Regions from separate parts of the Macaca mulatta genome. Here region 1 is linked to region 2. A link is a contact called in public Hi-C data. All regions are on one chromosome and are shown on one strand. Each heading gives the region's core, a stretch centred on a gene start, on an enhancer-like site or on the middle of the called end of the contact. The rest is flanking DNA. Distances are from core to core; before and after follow the strand shown.

Region 1 (7,254 bases), core at 501-3,000, 38 kb after region 2:
CATCAGTCTAGGATTTCAGGACCAGCCTGGGCAACACACCAAGACCCAGGACCCCGTCTCTAAAATATATTACATAACAATTTTTAAAAATTAGGCCAGGCGCAGTGGGTCACTTTGGGAGTCCGAGGCAGGCGGACCACTTGACCCCAGGAGTTCTAGACCAGCCTGGGTGACATAGTGAAACCCTGTCTCTACTAAAAATACAAAAAATTGGCCGGGCGCCATGGCTCATGCCTGTAATCCCAGCACTTTAGGAGGCCGAGGCGGACGGATCACAAGGTCAGGAGATCGAGACCAGCCTGGGTGACATAGTGAAACCCCGTCTCTACTAAAAATACAAAAACAAAATTAGCCGGGCGTAGTGGCGGGTGCCTATAGTCCCAGCTACTCGGGAGGCTGAGGCTGGAGAATGGCGTGAACCCAGGAGGCGGAGCTTGCAGTGAGCCGATATCGCGCCACAGCACTCCAGCCCGGGCGACAGACAGATCAAGACTCCGTCTCAAAATAAATAAAAAAATAAATAAAATAAAAATTAAAAATTACCGAGGCGTGGTGGTGGGCACCTGTAATCCCAGCTACTTGGGAGGCTGAGGCAGAATAATTACTTGAAACTGGGAGGGGAAGGTTGCAGTGAGCTCAGATGGCGCCACTGCACTCCAGCCTGGGCAATGGAGCAAAACTTTGTCTTTAAAAAAAAAAAAAAAAAAATTACCCAGGCTTCGTGGTGACCACCTGTACAGTCTTAGCTGCTCTGGAGGCCCAGGCGGGAGGACTACTTGAGCCTGGGAGTTCCAGGCTACAGTGAGCTATGAGGCTGCCACTGCACTCAGCCTAGGCAACAGAGCGAGACCCTGTCTCTAAAACAAAAACACCAAAAAAAGCCCCAAGAGTGTAGTGACCACACAGAGGTGAGGACTCAGGGGCGGGTTATGGCAGGCCCAGAACCCCATCACTGCTCCTTTCTCGACTGCATCCGGGAGCCAGGCAGGGGCTCAGCCTCCTGGTCGCAGTTGAGAAGGCAGTTGAGAGAGGAAACTGCTAAGCAGGTAGCTGCAGGTGGCAGAGGATACCGGGATGGGACAGGAACAGAGAAGTAGCACCCTATACTCCACCTGGGTCCGTTTCTGTCGGACATTTCGTCTCCGGATCCCGGGCAGCGGGGCCCCACAGTTCGGCCTCCTCCTCCACCCAGGAGATGAGAGCTGGCTTGTTGCCTCCGATTCCTAGGGGAGAAGAACGCAAACCCCACACTGAGGGGAAGCCGCCTGCCCGGCCCCGGGGTCCCCAACTCCACGCGCAGCTCCCAGAAGCGCGGCAGGGCCTGTGGGGGCGCAGGGCCCAGGTGAGCAGGAGGGGCTCTCACCGAGCGCGCTCAGGTGGCCGTAGGTCTCCCGCATCACGTCCCGGTACAGGGCCCTCTGCGCGGGTCGCAAGCAGCCCCACTCCTCCCGGCAGAAGTACACGGCCACGTCCGCGAAGCTCACAATCCCTGGCTCCCTCCACTCGGGTCCGGCCCCATTTGGGTCCCGGGGAGGGAGCGGGGCCAGAGGCGGCACCATGGTGACTGTCAACCCGACTACGGATCGGCTGCCTCCCGTTGGCCTGGCTTGGGCCTTCGGAACCTCCTGCGTCCGAGAAAGCCTACGCGGCCAGGCCCAAGGGAAGGAGGAAGGTCTCTAGGGCCCCCCGAGGGCGCACTAGAGAGCATGGAAACTAACGGTGCCGATGGCAGCGGGTGTATAATCAGAAATGGAATATGCCCTCATAAAAAATGGCGGCGGTGCGGGTACTCGACCTTTGCCCCTACGCAATCGTGCCCAAGACAACGTCCCCGGTATGTACAGGCGGCGTTCTCTCCGTACCCTCATCCAAAATGGCCGCGGTGACTACAGGGGCCGGCCTTGAAAACTAGTCGCGTTTGTTTAGTCCCCGGCCCAGCGAGGCGGTGCAGCAGAGAGCTCCGCCCGGGTCTGCAACAACAAGAAAGCGCCTCCTGGGAGGGAGCTGGCCTCTCGGCCTTACTGAACTCAGGCATTAGTTTTCGTCTCTAGACCGTTTTATAATTGGTCTCCAGCTCATCACTCCCTCGTTTTGTCCTTGTTATCTCAGAAACAGGGCGACAGCAGTCTCTTCCTAATGTTGAGTGTAAAAACCAATGGAGTGGGCGTGGCGCAGTGGCTCACGCTTGTAATCAGCAGTTTGGGAGGCCGAGGCCGGAGGAACTGAGGTCAGGACTTCGAGACCAGCCTCACCAACATGGTGAAACCCCGTCTCGACTAAATAATCCAAGTAACTGGGGAGGCTGAGGCAGGAGAATTGCTTGAACGCGGAAGGCGGAGTTTGCAGTGGGCCAAGATTGCGCCACGGCACTCCAGCCTGGGCGACAGAGCGAAACTCCGACTCAAAAATAGAAAAGAAAGAAACAAAGAAAAAGGAGTGGATACAGGAGACTGTAGGCTTGTAGGCTTCTTGGAGCCTGAAATTCTGGAATCTTCCTGATGGCAGAGGCAGTGGGGAGAGTAGGGTAAGGTTGAGAAAGTCAGAGGGTCCTCTCTTCTAGGAGCCTCTCCCATTTACTGTGCAGGACGTCTCCCAGTCGCCGGTCTCCCTCTAGCTGCAGCCGGGCTCTCAGCTCCCCTCACATCCTGCCGCTGGGCGGATGGCCCAAGGCTCCTCTGCTCAAGCCCAACTCATCCCTTTCTTGCCCCAAACTGCTTCCCCTGGGGTCTTTATCTCAGTAAATGTTGCCAACTCTCCCCCAGACCACCCTCTCACTTCCTGATGACCTATTCTGTGCTCCATTTGACTTCATACATGTCCTGTTGTAGCAGGAGGAGCTGCAGACAAAACCCCTCAGACACCGAGTTGAAGAAGGAAGGGCTTTATTCGGCCGGGAGCATCAGCAAGACTCACATCTCAAAAACCAAGTTCCCCGAGTGTGCAATTCCTGTCCCTTTTAAGGGCTCACAACTCAAAGGGGGATCAGGGAACCAAGAAATGTAGCAGGATGAGCTGCAGACAAAACCCCTCAGACACTAAGTTAAAGAAGGAAGGGCTTTTATTATTATTATTTTTTTTTTTTTTTTGAGACGGAGTCTTGCCAGATCTGTCGCCAGGCTGGAATGCAGTGGCCGGATCTCAGCTCACTGCAAGCTCCGCCTCCCGGGTTTACGCCGTTCTCCTGCCTCAGCCTCCCCAGTAGCTGAGACTACAGGCACCCGCCACCTCACCCGGCTAGTTTTTTTGTATTTTTTAGTAGAGACGGGGTTTCTACTAAACCCCGTGTTCGCCACGATGGTCTCGATCTCCTGACCTCGTGATCCGCCCATCTCGGCCTCCCAAAGTGCTGGGATTACAGGCTTGAGCCACCGCGCCTGGCCCAGAAGGAAGGGCTTTATTCGGCCAGGAGCATCAGCAAGACTCAGGTATCAAAAACCAAGCTCCCCGAGTGAGCAATTCCTGTCCCTTTTAAGGGCTCACAACTCTAAGGGGGTCCCCGTGAGAAGGTCATGATCAATTGAGCAAGCAGTGGGTACATGACTGGGGGCTGCATGCACTGGTAATTAGAATGGAACAGAACAGGACAGGGATTTTCACAGTGCTTTTCTATACAATGTCTATAATCTATAGATAACATAACCGATTAGGTCAGGGGTCGATCTTTAACTACCAGGCCCAGGGTCTGGCGCCGGGCTGTCTGCTTATGGATTTCATTTCTGCCTTTTAGTTTTTACTTCTTCATTCTTTGGAGGCAGAAATTGGGCATAAGACAGTATGAGGGGTGGTCTCCTCCCTTACTGTGTATGGGAGTAAGAGTCGCCTCTAACCGCCTTTTAGCTCTTAGTGGGCTCTTTAGTTGAATCTAGGCCCAGATTGAGAATCGCTTGTAATCCTAGCTACTGGGAAGCAAAGGCAGGAGGATCCCTTGAGCCCAGGAGTATGAGATCAGCCTGGGCAAGTTAGTGAAACCATATCTTCAAAAATAAATAAATAAATAAATAATAAAGTAAAATAAGAAAAAATGAATTGACAGTGGACAAACGAGAAAATTATACAAATTGTATTAGTTTTACATGTACATGGGGATCTTCACAAGAGAGGGAAGTCAGAAAAAGTGCCCAAAGCCAGGTGCTTTTATGTTTCTTAGACAAAGAACAATAAAATTTAAGTGGGCAGATGTGGTGGCTCATGCCTGTAATCCCATCACTTTGGGAGGCCAAGGTGGGTGGATCACTTGAGGTCAGGAAACCCCGTGCTTACTAATAATAATTTTAAAAAGGTTAGCTGGGGGCGAGGGGGTGGTGGGTGCCTGTAATCCCGGCTACTCGGGAGGCTGAGGCAGGAGACTCACTTGAACCTGGGAGGCAGAGGTGGCAGTGAGCCGAGATCACGCCACTACACTCCAGCCTGGGTGGGAGAGAGACTTCGTTTGAAAAAAAAGAAAAGAGGGCCAGCCCGGTGGCTCACACCTGTAATCCCGGCACTTTGGGAGGCCGAGGCGGGCGGATCATGAGTGGTCAAGAGATCGAGACCATCCTGGCCAACATGGTGAAACCCCATCTCTACTGAAAATACAAAAATTAGCCAGGCGTGGTGGCCCGTGCCTGTAGTCCCACCTACTTAGGAGGCTGAGGTAGAATAGCCTGAACCTGGCAGGCAGAGGTTGTAGTGAGCCGAGATCCTGCCACTGCACTCCAGCCTGGGCTACAGAGCGAGACTCTCTCTCAGAAGAAAGAAGTAATAAAAGGAAAAAAATAAATGACAGGACAAAGAAAATTTAGCTAGGGCAGTGAGTAGCTAGAATATGTATGGGGGGGTGTCAAGTAGGTGCAACATACAGACTACTTTGTTACCTATGTTTATTCTGGTCCCTTGTGGCCTCTGAAGGCTGTTTTCTTGCCCTGGTACAGAAGGATATTCCCCCAGAGTAAGGTTTCTGGCATGCTGCATGCAGAAGAAACAGGTCGGATTGCTCCGTCTGAAACTACAATTTCTCTGTTTTTAACTCAGAATATATCAGTATACCAGGCTGTGAACGTTTTACAGGAGGTCCGGGGGAGGCCCTGTGGAGGAGCCTGGAAGGATGGTGATCTGGCGGGGATCTCAAGAAACGGGTTAACCTGCCCCATAAGTGAGGAGAGCCACTTCTTTCCCTTTTCGGGGATCCGGGTGGGGCGGGCGCCGCTGAGCGCATCTAGGAGGCCGCAGGTCGAGGCATCGCATCCGGGATCAGGACGCAAACATCCCTATACCGCAGACACCGCCACTGTGCCAGGAAGAGGCAGTCGGCCGTTTCCGCAGAGCTCTCGGCCCGCGGACTCTTTCCCAGTCTCCGTCCCTTCCGCCTCCCCAGGTACATTGGCTTGGAGCCATGAGCGCGGCCAGTGACTGGGCGGCTCCTGGAGGGACACTGGGAATTTGCCCTGGGAGTGGGGTGCAGGGGGCTCCACGGACGCCTCGACGACCGGAAGTAGCTTCGGGTGGGGACTAGAGAGGACAGCGAGCAACTCAGTGGTTCCAGAGTCCAGAAAAATGAAGGCCCTCTTAGAAGAGATGGCTGTCGATAGTCCAGCTTCTCTTCATTTTAGAGAAAGGCATTGAATAGCTTGAATATCGATCTGGTGTTGCTGACCTGGTTTGTTCCTGCTGGAAACGTCTCCTCTTGCTGTTCCTCTCAGGCGGCCTTGGCAGCGCCTCTTGCCGTAGTTAAGATGGATGCAGCCGCTTCGACCTGGGCTCAGGCAGTTGTCAGCAAGGGCTACAGGGGAGGGGAAACCGGTCCAAGATTCTCGACCAAGGGCTTGACGTCCCCTTCCCAGTCCCTTAGAGGAGGCACTTCGAGGAGGCCCACTCAGTGACCCAGTCTTTATTTTATTATTGTGTTTTATTTATTATATTTTTAATTTTTTCTATTCTATTCTATTCCACTCTACACTCTCTCGCTCTCTTTTTTTCTTTTTCTTTTTTTTGAGACAGAGTTTAGCTCTTGTTGTCCAGGCTGGAGTGCAATGGCGCGATCTTGACTCACTGCAACCTCTGCCTCCCGGGTTCAAGCGATTCTTCTGCCTCAGCCTCTTGAGTAGCTGGGAATACGGCGCCTGCCGCCATGCCCGGCTAATTTTTTGTATCTTTAGTAGAGACAGGGTTTCACCATGTTGGCGAAGCTGGTCTCGAGCTCCTGACCTCAGGAGATCCACCTGCCTGGGCCTCCCAGAGTGCTGGGATTACAGGCATAAGCCACTGCACCTGGCCTCTACTCTCTACTCTTATTTTTTTATTTTATTTTATTTTATTTTTTTGAGACGGAGTTTCGCTCTGTCACCCAGGCTGGAGTGCAGTGGCGGGATCTCAGCTCACTGCAAGCTCTGCCTCCTGGGTTCCCGCCATTCTCCTGCCTCAGCCTCCGGAGTAGCCGGGACTACAGGCGCCCGCCACCTCGCCCGGCTAGTTTTTTTTTTGTATTTTTTAGTAGAGACGGGGTTTCACCGTGTTAGCCAGGATGGTCTCGATCTCCTGACCTCGTGATCCGCCTGTCTTGGCCTCCCAAAGTGCTGGGATTACAGGCTTGAGCCACCGCGCCCGGCTACTCTCTACTCTTGAGAGGGAGTCTTGCTCTTGTCCCCCAGGCCAGAGTGCAATGGCGCGATCTCAGCTTACTGACCCCAGAAGCCAGGCTGGAATGCCTCAAATTATTGAAGGCAAAACCTCATCAACTAGAGAGGTAGGATTTTAGGGTAGGTTACCACACTGCCATATAAATGTAAAGAGGATAAATATACACTTTGAGAGGCCGAGGCAGGCAGATAACTTGAGGTCAGGAGTTTGAGACCAGCCTGACCAACATGATGAAACCCTGTCTCTACTAAAAATACAAAAATTAGATGGGCATGGTGTCATGTGTCTGTAGTACCAGCTACTCAGGACACTGAGGCAGGAGAATCGCTTGACCCTGGGAGGCAGAGGTTGCAGTGAGCGGAGATTGCACACTGCACTCCAGCCTGGGCCACAGAGTGAGACTCCATCTCAAAAAACAATAATAATAAATAAGGCCAGTCACAGTGGGTCACACCTGTAATCCCAGCACTTTGGGAGGCCGAGGCCAGTGGATCACCTGAGGTTGGGAGTTTGAGACCAGCCTGAGGAATATGATGAAACCCCGTCTATACAAAAAATACGAAAATTTTTTTTGGACATTGTGGCATGCACCTGTTATCCCAGCCACTCAGGAGGCTGAGACAGGAGAATTGCTTGAAC
Region 2 (6,814 bases), core at 690-3,189:
GCGCCAGGCGAAGCTCTTCCCGCACACGTAGCAGCCGTGACGCTGGTCCGCTCGGGGGACAAGGGGGTGGACAAAAAAGCGGGGGCGACTCCGGCGCCGCGCCTTGGACAGCTGCTCCAACCTGGTAAAGGGGGCTTGGGGAACCTTCAGCCCAGGAGACCCGGCGGTCACAGGGACAGGCTTCTCCAGGGCTCCCATCCCTTCCCTTTGTCTTTCCTCTTCCTCGTTTCTGGAATCTGCTGGGAGATAAAGACAAGAGAGTTCAGGCTCGGCTCATCCTGGTCCTTGAATCCCACAGCCCGCGTGGACAGGGACAGGCCTGCTGGACCCCCGGCTGCCCCTGGGAGATAGAGCAGTGACACCTGTTCCTCGGCTGCTGAGCCAGACAGAGCCAGGAGGGAGAAACAGTCCATTCCGCCTCGGGACTGGGGAAATGTCACCGCATGGAAGGGCAGAGATGACATGAACATCTGGGCCTGATCCAGAAGGAGGAGCGGACACCTGGCGATATTCTAGGCAGAAGGAACAGCACCAAGAAAGGCAGAACCAGGCGGGCATGGCCAAGTTCAGTGGGGCTGGATACTCTGCAAAGGCTGAGGCAAGAACTTAAGGAAGGAAATGGGAGGGCGGGGTGGGGGGCGCCTAGGGGGCATAGGAACCATCCTGCAGGAAAACGACTGGGGCGGGGGTCATGATGTGGAGGTAGAGCCAACGGAACTTAGAGGCCAGGCGCGGTGGCTCATGACTGTGATCCCAGTGCTTTGGGAGGCCGAGATAGAGGATGGCTAGAGTTCGAGACCAGCCCGGGCAACACACCAGGACCTCCACCTCTTTAAAAAAAATTTTTAATTAAAAAAAAAAAAAAACAGCCAGGCGTGGTGCCTAGTGCCTTTACAGTCTTAGGTACTCTGGAGGCCCAGGCGGGAGGATTGCTTGATCCGATTGCTTGAGCCCGGGAGTTCGAGGCTGCAGTGAGCTATGATGGCACCACTGCACCTCAGTCTGGGCAACAGAGACCCTATCTCTAAAGCAAAACAAAAAAGCCCCCAGAGTGTAGTGACCACGCAGAGGTGAGGACTTAGAGGCGGGTATGGCAGGGCCAGAGCCCCCATCACAGCCCCTTTCTAGGCTGCATCCGGGGCCAAGGCAAGGTCTCACCCTGCTGGCCGTAGTTGAGAAGGCAGTTCAGAGAGGAAACTGCTAAGCAGGTAGCTGGAGGTGGCAGAGGAAACCGGGATGGGACAGGAACAGAGAAGTCCCCATGGGACTTAGCACCCGATACTCCACCTGGGTCCGTTTCTGTCGGACACTTCGTCACCTCCGGATCCCGGGCAGCTGGATCCCATAGTTCGGCCTCCTCCTCCACCCAGGAGATGAGCGCCGGCTTGCTGCCTCCGACTCCTGGGGGAGAAGAACGCAAACCCCACGCTGTGGGGAGGCCGCCTGCCCGGCCCCGGGACCCCCAACTCCACGCGCAGCTCCCAGAGGCGCGGCAGGGCGTGTGGGGGCGCAGGGCCCAGGTGAGCAGGTGGGGCTCTCACCGAGCGCGCCCAGGTGGCCGTAGGTCTCCCGCATCACGTCCCGGTACAGGGCCCTCTGCGCGGGTCGCAGGCAGCCCCACTCCTCCCGAGAGAAGTACACGGCCACGTCGGCGAAGCTCACGGTCCTGGGCTTTCTCCACTCGGGTACTGCCCCGTTTGGATCCCGAGAAGGGAGCGGGGCCAGAGGCGGCGCCATGGGGACTGTCAGCCCCAGCGACGAATCGGTCACCTCCCCTGGCCGGGCCTGGGCATACGGAACCTCCCGCGCCCGAGAACACCTCCCCGGCCCAGTCCCAAGGGAAGGAGGGAGGTCACTATAACCCCCGAGGGCCCACTAGAGGGGATGGAAACTAAGGGCCGATGGCTGCGAGTCCATAGTCAGAACTGGACTATTTCTTCAAAAAAAACTGCGGCTGCGCGACCTCTCGACCTTTGCCCCTGCGCAATTGTACCCAGGACGGCGCCCCCCGCCCCCACCCCCAGGCAGCGGTCTCTCCGTGCCCTAATCAAAAATGGCCGTTGCGGCTACAGGCGCCGGCCTTGAAAACCAACCGAGTATGCTCTGGCCCCGCCCGGTGAGGCCGCACAGCTCAGAGCTCAGCCCGGGTTTGCAGAAACAAAGGAGCCTCCCACGGAAGGGAACCGTCGTGAACTCAGAAGTTAGTTTTCGTCCCTGGACCTTTTTAGAATCGGGCTCCAGCCCATCACCCTCTCGTTTTGTCCTCAGGAACGGCGGCAGCAGTCTCTTCCCAATGTTGAGAGCAAAAAGTGTGAACCCAGAAATTCCGAGATAGATCTCAATTTCTTGCCAAGGTTGACGACACGCGCGTGACAGCCTCAGGAAGTCCTCACGACATGTGCCCAAGGTGGTCGGGACACAGCTTAGTTTTATACATTTTATGGAGACATGAGACATCAATCAGTGTATGTAAGTACATTGGTTCTGTCTGGAAAGGCGGGACAACTTGAAGCAAAGGCAGGAAGACTCGAAGCAGGGAGGGGCTTCCAGGAAACTGAAGGTGAGGCACAAACGGTTGCATTCTTTGGAGTTTCTGATTAGCGTTTCCAGAGGATGCAATCAGATATCCATCTATGTCAGCCAGCAAAGGGGTGACTTTGAATAGAATGGGAGGCAGGTTGGCCCTAAGCAGTTCCCAGCTTGACTTTTACCTTTAGGGTAGTGATTTGGGGGCCCCAAGATTTATTTTCCTTTCACAAAAGCCATGGAGTGGATACAGGAGACCCTCCTCTATGGTAGGCTTGTTGGAGCTTGAAATCCTTGGAGCTTCTAGATGGCGGAAGCAGCCAGGAGAGTAGGGTAAGGTTGAGAAGGTCAGAGGGTCCTCTCTTCTAGGAGTTTCTCCCATGTGCTGTGCAGGACGCCTCCCGACCGCCGGTCTCCCTCTAGCTGCAGCCAGGCTCTCGGCTCCCCTCAGGTCCTGCCCCTACGCGGATGGCCCAAGACTCCTCCGCTCAAAACCAGCTCATCCCTTTCTTACCCCAACCTGCTTCCCCTGGGATCTTTATGTCAGTAAATGTCGCCAGCTCTCCCACCAGACCTCCGTCTCACACTTCCTGATGGCCTACTCTGTGCTCCACCTGACTTCATACATGTCCTGTGTACTGGAGTCAGAGTAATCTCCAAGGCGTCTTTTAGCTCTTAGTGGGCTCTTCAGTTGAATCTAGGCCTAGATTGAGAATCATCTGTAATCCTATCTACTGGGAGGTCGAGGCACAAGCATCTCTTGAGTCCAAGAGAATGAGATCCGCCTGCTCAACTTAGGAGACCCTGTCTCAAAAATAAATAAGAAAAAAGGAAAGAATACAAATTGTATCTGTTTTACATGTACTCAGGGATCTTCGCAAGACAGAGCAGTCAGAAAAAATGGCTGAAGCCAAGTTTTGCTTTTATATTTCTTTTTTTCTCTTTCTTTTTTTTTTTCAGAGACAAGTGAACATTTATTTTTATGGCTTTCTTCCTATGTGTATTTCAAGTCTTTTTCAAAACAAGGCCCCAGGACTCTCCAGATTCAGTTATGTCCTTGGGCTTGGTCGGCTGCTGCAGGAGCCTTAAGGAGCCTTTTACAAATGCTAGAGTTACTCATTTATCAACATTAAACCCTAGGATAGATGCAACAGAGCAAGACTCCTTCCTCCATGGAATGTGCTGATTTCAGATGACGTGGCACCCAATGTAGAAAATGCTGGAAGTTTTCCTTGGAACTGCACTGTGATGAGAAGTGCTTGCCATGAACATAAGCTACTGTCTTTTCTTTTCTTTTTTTGAGACGGAGTTTTGCTCTCGTTGCCCAGGCTGGAGCGCAATGGTGTGATCTCTGCTCACCACAACCTCCGCCTCCTAGGTTCCAGCGGTTCTCCCACCTTAGCCTCCCGAGTAGCTGGGATTACAGGCATGCGCCACCACGCCCAGCTAATTTTTATATTTTTACTAAAGACGGCATTTCTCCATGTTGGTCAGGCTGGTCTCAAACTCCTGACCTCAGGTGATACGCCCGCCTCAGCCTCCCAAAGTGTTGGGATTATAGGCTTGAGCCATCGTGCCTGGCCAGCTACTGTCTTTTCTTTTCAGTTTTTGAAGATAAAGCAGGAAATAATCTCTGAAGTACTTGATAAAAATTCCCAAAACAACAAAAACACATGCTTCCACTTCATTGATAAAAATTTATCGCAGTTTGGCACCTGAGTCTAGTTCAGCTGACAGATGAGCTGATTGATGCATTCACCCTGATAACCAGGTGTGCCCATCTCCTTGAGGAAGCCCACTCTATTTTTGGTAGCATCTTGGGCCACTGAGAGGTGGAAAGGACGCAAGAACCATGAGAGCTCCTGGAAATGCTTCCCTGGGAAGGCAATTTAATGAATGAGGTCTTCCAGGCAAATGACACCAAACTTCCCCAGGTCCTCCTCAATCACTGTGTTGTCTGTCAGAGGGATGGTCTTCCTCTTCTTTTTTTTTTTTTTTTTGAGACAGAGTTTTACTCTGTCGCCCAGGCTAGAGTGCAGTGGCGTGATCTCGGCTCACTGCAAGCTCTGCCTCCCGGGTTCACGCCATTCTCCTGCCTCAGCCTCCCGAGTAGCTGGGACTACAGGTGCCCGCCAACATGCCTGGCTAATTTTTTGTATTTTTAGTAGAGATGGGGTTTCACCGTGTTAGCCAGCATGGTCTCGATCTCCTGACCTCGTGATTCACCCGCCTCGGCCTCCCAAGGTGCTGGGATTACAGGCATGCGCCACCACACCTGGCCGATGGTCTTATTCTTGACCTTGGCTGGTCCATGTTTCAAAATGAGTTCCCAGACAGACTTCAGATTTGGAAATCCTCAGGTCACATAAGGTTCCACTATACGTAGCGTTTTTAGGTTCTAGGGGGTGACTTTTTACAAAGACACCACTAAAAATTTTCTTTAGGCGAAGTCTTGCAATGGTTCTCTGCACCAGTAAACTCACACCATCAATCCTTTTGATGCATACAACCAAGGCCAAGGAATGTTTATCTGGCAATTCCAAGGCATGAGGTTTCGCTTCTAGTCGTCTGAGATGCACCTTGTCACGTTTCTCCTGCCAGGAATCATGTAGGAATGATTCCAGTCGCTTAAACCTGAGCCCGTTTCCTTTCCTCTGCTCCTTCTTTGCCAAAAGTGCCTGCTTTGCCTGGGTGGCTTTGAGGGCTTGATAAGACCTCCTATTTTTCAGGAGATTTTCTGGAACCAAAAGGATTTTTCTTTGCTCTTGCTCCGCCATCTTTCTAGTGGTGCAGCTACTGATCATTTTCTTTCTTTTGTTTCTTTCTTTCTCTTTCTTTCTTTCTTTTCTTTTCTTTCTTTTTCTTTTTTTTTGACGAAGGCTCGCTTTGTCGCCCACGCCACTGCGCCCGGCCTATATTTCTTAAAGAACTATAATTTTTATTTTTTTTTATTTTTTTGAGATGGAGTTTCGCTCTTGTTGCCCAGGCTGGAGTGCATTGGCGCGATCTCGGCTTACTGCAACCTCTGCCTCCCGGGTTCAAAGGATTCTCCTGCCTCAGCACCCTGGATAGTTGAGACTACAGGCATGCACCACCACACCCAGCTAATTTTGTATTTTTAGTAGAGATAGGGTTTCACCATGTTGGTCAGGCTGGTCTTGAACTCCTGACCTCAGGCAATCCACCCACCTTGGCCTCCCAGAGTGCTGGGATTACAGGTGTGAGCCACTGCACCCGGCCAAGGACAATAAATTTTAAAAGAAATGACAGGACAAAGAAAATCTGGCTGGGGCAGTAAAATTTTCAAGGGGAGATCTATGTTGGGGAGAGGGTGTGAAACAGGTGGAAGATATGGATTACTTTGTTAAGTGTGTTTATTCTGGTCCCTTGTGGACTCTAAGGGCTATTTTCTCACCCTGGGGAGCAGAGGCAAAAAGTTTGGGAGGGGCATAAGGATTCAGTGTTGCCCAGGGGGTGTGGTCCCAGCCCTAGGTCTCCCAGGCTCTCAGGCCTCTGAAGGACACAAGAGAAAACTGAAAACTTCCCTTAAGAGCAATGACATTTCTTCTCTTACAGTGCCCACCCCTCAGCATGGTGCCTATCACCCACAGTCTGGAAGAGCTCTGGTAGGTGCTGGAAGCTCCCGTGGGGGTCTGGACCCTCCTGGGAAAGAACCAGGGGCAGAGTTCACAATCCTGGAGGTCAGCCTCTGAGGCCCATGTCACCAGGCCAGTGGATCCACTGAATGGCCCCTGGCTCAAGCATTGCCAGCAGTGGGGACAGGCGAAGGAGCACAGGCCCACTGGGCAGCAGGAAGCAGGGGTGGACCTCGCTGTGGGAGAAGTGGGTGCTGTACCAGCTGCGGGAAAAAGGTCACTCCCCGGAGTACCTGGGGCCTGGCTGAAGGTACTGGCGAAGTGTGGCTGCACTGGGGACAGGAATGAGGTACTGGGTGAATGCCAGATGTTGATGCCGGGCAGAGACTGCAGGTTTGGGGAAGGTCTGGCTGCAGGGAGCCTTGGCCAAAAGCTCAGAGACCAGGTCAGTGTTTCTGACACCAAGGGCTTATGACAGCTCCCAAAGAGACTCCTGCTGGTCCCTTCCAAATGTGTTATTTTTCTGAGCGGCCACTGGGAAACTGCTGATTCAAAACTTACCTCTTGCCTTGTCAACTCCCCAAGGCCTACTCATATTCAACCTTCACAACAGCAGCATTCAGATGGGTACCCCTGAGAGCCACCCTCATCCCCCACCCCCAGACAGTGCTGGTCAACTGAGGAGCTCACCA

What was found. A called contact is a pair of places that touch in the nucleus more often than the background predicts.
Region 1: a contact with region 2 is called in a Hi-C map of liver, with 5 times the contacts expected there. The contact joins the promoter of ZNF764 here to the promoter of ZNF747 in region 2. A contact is called at or near these places in 5 of 14 Hi-C or Micro-C datasets (CD4 T cells, blood, fetal cortex germinal zone and 2 more).

Annotation. Positions count from the first base shown.
Region 1 is chr20:29,185,518-29,192,771 of T2T-MMU8v2.0, forward strand. ZNF764 (zinc finger protein 764) reads right to left here and starts at 1,751. Exons shown (of 6, transcript XR_013411636.1): 1 at 1,364-1,751; 2 at 1,113-1,223. The region is part of intron 1 of LOC144337990 (a long non-coding RNA gene); the gene reads right to left.
Region 2 is chr20:29,147,023-29,153,836 of T2T-MMU8v2.0, forward strand. It overlaps ZNF747 (zinc finger protein 747), which reads right to left and starts at 1,940. Exons shown (of 4, transcript XM_028841562.2): 1 at 1,542-1,940; 2 at 1,288-1,401; 3 at 1-239. The coding sequence starts at 1,737. ZNF768 (zinc finger protein 768) reads right to left here and starts at 236. Exons shown (of 2, transcript XM_077985816.1): 1 at 1-236. It also overlaps the pseudogene LOC100429815.